Linked DNA regions of Mus musculus: region 2 is linked to region 1. The links are chromatin contacts, called in public promoter capture Hi-C maps. All regions are on one chromosome and are shown on one strand. Each heading gives the region's core, a stretch centred on a gene start, on an enhancer-like site or on the middle of the called end of the contact. The rest is flanking DNA. Distances are from core to core; before and after follow the strand shown.

Region 1 (2,950 bases), core at 185-2,684:
CTTTCTGTCACATCAATCTCATTCATATATTCCCATTTCTTTCCTCTTCTTCTATGAATTATGACCTTGAATAATCAAAAAATGTTTCCTAAGACAAATGCAAGTTTATGGTTATGCAGCCAATGTAGTGACCCTGTGCCCTTGCTCAAACCCCCACACTTGTTTGGTGTGCCTCATTGTTCTGAAACTCTTAATAATTTTTGTCTTTGATCTTGTATCATGCAAATGAAGTCTAATGGCATAATATAACATGCTCATGTGCAAATGATATATTTGTAATAAGTGTTTTTATTGTTCTTCATTAATATGCTCTGGATTCTGATAGCCCTCTGACTCATCAAATTTTGCAAGATATTAAAAGCTACAAGGTGAAGATGGCATGTTTATGCTCGAGTATGAACACTTATAGTTCCCATAGTCACATGTTGTACTTGAATAAGAACTTGTGATAAAATCATCAAGGATCTTTGTTATATCCCCATACTCATCTCACATTCTGTATTAGTTGAATTGAAAATTATCACATAGCAATAGAAGCAAAGAAGGCGGAACTTAGACTCTTTCTTTCAGCCATCAAACCACAGTAAGCTGAGGGCAGAGTGTTAGTGCAATGTGTTTCTATTATGAAGTATAATGTGTGTAGTGAGGTGGTTCAGCAGCTAAGGGTACTTGCTGCATATGTAGCAGAGGATGGCTACATGCTCCATGGAAACAAGTATGAGGTATTTGTGTGTACGTTTTAAAAGCTCTAAGTAGGGTGGAGTGTTTAAAAGCTAAATATCACAGTTCTTTCCAGACTTAGATCAAATGCGTTAGGAAGCTGAGACTCCCCACTTCCCTACCCGGAAGTTCTACTGCAAGGATACATACATACATACATACATACACACACACACACACACACACACACACACACACACACACACATATATATATATATATATATATGTGTATATATATATATATTTTTTTTTAACTATTCCACTGGGCAGGATCAGGAAGGAAGAGGATTGATTTTCCTTTCCTGCTAAGAGGCTCAGACAGTAAGATGAGACTCTGTTTGAACAAAGTTTGCACTGACTTTCTCACCTCTGACTTTGGGTGAGCGGGAGTGCAAGGGAAAATCATGAAAGAGTCAACCATCATCCCGGCTAGGGAGGGGTAACTCTCCCAGGTTAAAGTTGGCACTAACATCAAAAAGTGCCATACTAAAAGTTCTGGATTAAGTAATGACCCAGAATAACAGGACTAGAGCCCCAGCAGCTGTCGCTGCCCTTCCGGAAGCCCCGCCCATTCCAGGCATTGTTCCTACCACGCCCCTCTTACCCAGTGCCCCAGAAGACGGAAAACTACATTTCCCAGAATGCAACTAGTAATCGCATTTCAGGACGCCTATATGTGTCCGAGTGACGACATAAACCGGCGCGGTGTTTAGACTTTACTGATGTCGTGGCGCTCTGAGGCAAAAAGTTGTTGCTCTTAGGAGCCCTGGGACTGAAGCCGAGGTCGGGTGACCCTGGCCCTTTCCTACTCACTCCTCCTTGCCCGCCTTTCCCTCTCCTGGCAGGATGAGGCGTGCAGGCCTGGGTAAGAACAGTGCTGAGGTTCGAAGTTTGGGGACCCTAGGACCTGCTGAGTCGGGAGCAGGGTTGTGGGAGGAGACTACCGGCCCTCTGTCAATGACTTTGGTGTTCAAAAGCGAGTTATTTGGGTTCTTTGGAGAAGGTTCTCTTCCTGTGTCCTAGTTCCGAACGGTTTCCTGAAGTTGTATTTAGACAAAAGTTTAAACCTATATGCTAGGTTGCACAGAGCGGTGAATTGGTTAGCATAAGTTTTTCTTTTTCTATGTGCTAGTTTGGGGAGTAACCCAATTTCCCAAGCCTTGCTGTTTCCTTTGCTTTACTCATTCTGGATCTTAACTTTTTTTTTTTTTTTTTAAGAAATGACATTTGGGGAGTAGTAAGCTTTAAGCCCACTAATAATGATGCGTTAGTTTGATAACCGTGAGTTACAAAGGTGAATTTACGTGTCCTTATTGTTAAAGTGCCTGTTATGAAAGGTCTGGGTCAAAGGCGAGTTACTTGGAACACTTCTGACCTAGACCTTGTCCCACTGCTAAGGCAGTAGATGTTGGTTTTGATGACTTAAATGGGTCAGGGGAAGGAATAGCTTAGTAATAACTGAAGTTCTTTCTCTATTAGCCATGTCTTAAAGAAGGAAGGGCAGAATGCTTGAAAAAAATGTGTGAAATATTAAAAAGGATGTTGCTGTTCTGGCAGACATTGGAATAGTAAAAAAAAAAATAGTTTTTAAAAATTTGAGGTGTTAAAGCCAGTGAATGGACAAACACTTAAAGTTAGGTATGAAAACTAAAGCCTCTTTTGCAACTCATAATTCACGGCTTGTTATGGGTTTTGATTATGTAAGAAGGAACACAATATTCATGACAGTGCAGAGACATGGTAGTAGTTTCAATAAGGTTGGTTATAGGAATAGAATGTGTGGACTTTAAAACCACTGAAAAATAAGGGCCTTGAATGGTGTCAGTAATATAGATTGACAGGGTTGTCAATAAGTAGTTGCATGTGAAGAAGTTGTAAATTTAGTTTTATGAATCCTTTCAGTCATTGAAAGAAATTAGTTCATCTCAAATAACCTAAAGAACTATTTTCAAACATGATTAGTCATATATGCCTACATTTTTCCAACACTAATAACAGCAGACATTTATTGTGACGCACCATGTGCTTCCCAAAGCTTTCAGGGTTACTGTGGAGCAGAAGATAAATTGCTGCGGAAGCAGATGACAAAGTACGATCCAAGGTGGTAACTTCATCCCAGTACAGGTTAAGTTCATCGGATAGTAAATGCAGTGGGGGCTTAATAATCCATGGCTCACGGTGGGCTTCCTGGAGCCGGAGAACCTGAAGGATGCTGGTGACTGTGAGGG
Region 2 (2,950 bases), core at 136-2,635, about 20 Mb before region 1:
GTCACACTGGACAATTTTACTCATTAATTTTGTTGAACCTCTTTCTGAACAAATGGTATGAGAGAAAATCTCCAAGTGGTTAACTTAATGACTCAAACAGGCCTAGTTAGGTTTTGGAGAGGGGTGTAAACTGTCTGGTTTGGCATTGTTATCACTTCTGGTACAAGCCAGGAATGATAAGTTATGTCCCTTCGGGCAAATGTCCTCACCATTACCTGGGCACCAAGACACTCTCTTTCAGTTGTTTCTCCTAGTTTTGTTTGTTTGTTTGTTTTTGTTGTTGTTTTGTTTTCCTCTGTTGAATCAGAACCCTGGATTTCATTAACTACCTAATTTTGTTAAGATGGAACCTCTCACGATAAAGCCTCTAACCACTGAGAAGCAGAACCACAGGCTCCAGCTCAGGTTGGAGGTTAGAGGGCCTGAAGAGCAAATTCTGTAAGATGTAGTAGGTCGAGAGCTTGGCTCTAGTTCTCCTGCCTCAAACTCCTCTCTGGCATTTTCAAACTTTCCTAAAATCCGCCTTTCCTAGAACTGGGACATTTACTCCTCTGGGTCGGCCATACAGTGCACTTCTACCACCTGCGAACCCAGAACATTCTATTCTTGCAATGTTTGTTAATGCATTCCTAGATCCCCTTCTGATATCACAGATGCCACGGGATGTGTCCCTTTATAGCGAATTCTACTGTCTCTAGCTTAGAATACCACTAGCAAGCTTTCATTCAGTGTGGCCCTCTACAACAGGTTGGTTCAGAAATCTACTTATTTTTGTACCGCATGGAAGCAATCCGTTTTGTAGTACCTCATAGCCTGGATCAGTCAAGTCTGTCTACTCTCGATGTCTTTAGCAAATACTGCCATGCAGACGCTTGAATCCAAAGTTACAAAGAACACATGCATCTTTTATAAAGCCATGATTCCACATTCTAGAACACACTCAACAATGACAGATGTTCTTGGGATCTGGAGGGACAGAGAACAGGGACTATGACCTCATAAACACCCACTGGAACAAAGACTACGACTTCATAACCTTTCATTCATCAGTCTCCTCAAGAGAAAACGGATGCATCAGATGGTTAATTCCACTTTATAATTTCCACTTATGAGTATGCATTCACACACGTGGAGGGAAAGCATTCTTCATGGTGCTCAGGCCTGCTTCCACCCTCATTTCCATAACCTGAGGAAGTCCGGGTAAAATAGCAGTCGAAGGCTGAGCAAAATCAAAGTCCCTGCAGTGACTACGTTGCAAGTTTTTCCGTAGCGTAGCGCTTTTCTTAACCTTTAGTACTCAGAGACGTCAGTCGGTCTCTACTACACCAAAGCCCTGCGTGGAGCCGCTTGTGTGAGCTGCGCAGGCGCAAATCTACCTCTCCTAGGTGGGCGGGAGCTGCCCCTACCCAGCCCGAGCGGTTGGAGCCAAGAGTGTTCTTAGGTGACTCAGGGGCAGCATCGACGCTCGATTGAGCGGGCTTGGGAAAGGTTCCCAGAGGGCTGTGCGCTGGAGGCGCTGGACGCTGTCATGGCGGGCTTGCTGAAAAAGGTGAGCGTGTGGAGGTCACCGTGATGCTGCGAATGGGGACCGTAGGCAGCCGCGTCTCCCTCATCGGTGGGCAGAGACGCTAAGAGGAGGGGTTGGGGGAGTGTTCCGCTGTCCTGGCAGGGGGCGACAGGGTGCGTAGTTGTGTCGGGAGGGTCGGCTAACCAGGGGATTACGGTAAACATCACGGTCCTGTTTTGTCTCTGCACAGACAACTGGCCTGGTGGGGTTGGCGGTGTGCGACACTCCACACGAGGTAAGTGCGACTTTTTGTGTCGTCCTTCTCAAGCAAGACTGTGATCGACCGAACTTGCCCTTGCAAGATTAACGAGACCCCCGTGAGCTCTGGCCTCCGGGGCAGCGCTGAGCTTCGCTGACCCCGTGGCATCCTTTTTGCAATGCCTCCTTTTGCCTTCGCCGTGACCTCTTAATTAAGACGCGTTTCTTCACGGCATTCTCTTAGCGTCAGTGGTGTGGAGTATTCTCAGCTCCCTTCAGAGTCGCATTTTCATTTTCCATCCTTTCCCTACCGACATTTCTGCCTTGCCTTTCGCACACTGGCTGACCCTGTCGTCCTCATGGTTGCCTCCTTCGGTATCCATTGGGGAAACATAAACAACAACCAAGACCAAACAAACCTAAACAAAACCACTGTGATTTATCCCCCCTTTCAGCAATTGCACCATTTCTTTCCTTCCCGTCTACACACATAACTCGAAAGCGTTGTCAGTGCTCACTGTCTCTTACTCCTTGAGTACACTTAAGCGAGGCCCAAACTTTTTTTTTTTAAGGAGTTACCAGTGATGCTAAATTTGCTAGTCAGTTCACATTTCTCGTAATTGTACCGAAAGTGGCATTGAAAATATCCTTACGTTTATTTATTTGTGTGCATGCCAGTGTTTGTCCGTCAGAAAACAACTTTCTGAAGTTGGCTCTCTCCTTGCACCTTGTAGATCCTGGGGATCTTTCAGGTCACGGGGCTGTTGGCAGGCACCTTTGCCCTCTGTGCCCTCACATTGACCCAAGTGAAGCATTTTTGACACTCTTGATAATCTGCATTAAGTACTTTGTTTACTGGATGTCAGAGCTTCGAAGTTTCTTAGTTTGGGATTTTTGTTTGTTTGTTTTATTGTTTATTGTTTCTTTCCCCCTAATTATTTGCCTTTTCCAGTTGTTCCTTCATTTCCCCATGTTGTAGTATTGAAGACCTAGCTCTTAGACAGGTTTTAGGTTTAGGTTGGCTCTCATGGGGTACAGACAACAGTTAACGTTTATATTTCCATATCAAGTACTGACCTTTTATAGTCATGTGTGTGTATGTATGTATTACACACATGCTCTTAGTTGACATCTTCACTTGTGTCAGGCAGCTAGGTAAGGGTTAGCATAGCCAGCTGGGATGTC

Evidence for each region. Promoter capture Hi-C pulls out the DNA fragments that hold promoters and counts their contacts.
Region 2: a contact with region 1 is called in a promoter capture Hi-C map of cranial neural crest. The contact joins the promoter of Ndufa5 here to the promoter of Bet1 in region 1. A contact is called at or near these places in 1 of 39 promoter capture datasets (cranial neural crest) and 1 of 484 Hi-C or Micro-C datasets (CD4 T cells).

Annotation. Positions count from the first base shown.
Region 1 is chr6:4,085,414-4,088,363 of GRCm38.p6, reverse strand. Bet1 (Bet1 golgi vesicular membrane trafficking protein) reads left to right here and starts at 1,434. Exons shown (of 4, transcript NM_009748.3): 1 at 1,434-1,587. The coding sequence starts at 1,569.
Region 2 is chr6:24,526,125-24,529,074 of GRCm38.p6, reverse strand. It overlaps Ndufa5 (NADH:ubiquinone oxidoreductase subunit A5), which reads left to right and starts at 1,385. Exons shown (of 5, transcript NM_026614.3): 1 at 1,385-1,549; 2 at 1,758-1,802. The coding sequence starts at 1,529. Asb15 (ankyrin repeat and SOCS box-containing 15) reads right to left here and starts at 931. Exons shown (of 10, transcript NM_080847.3): 1 at 806-931.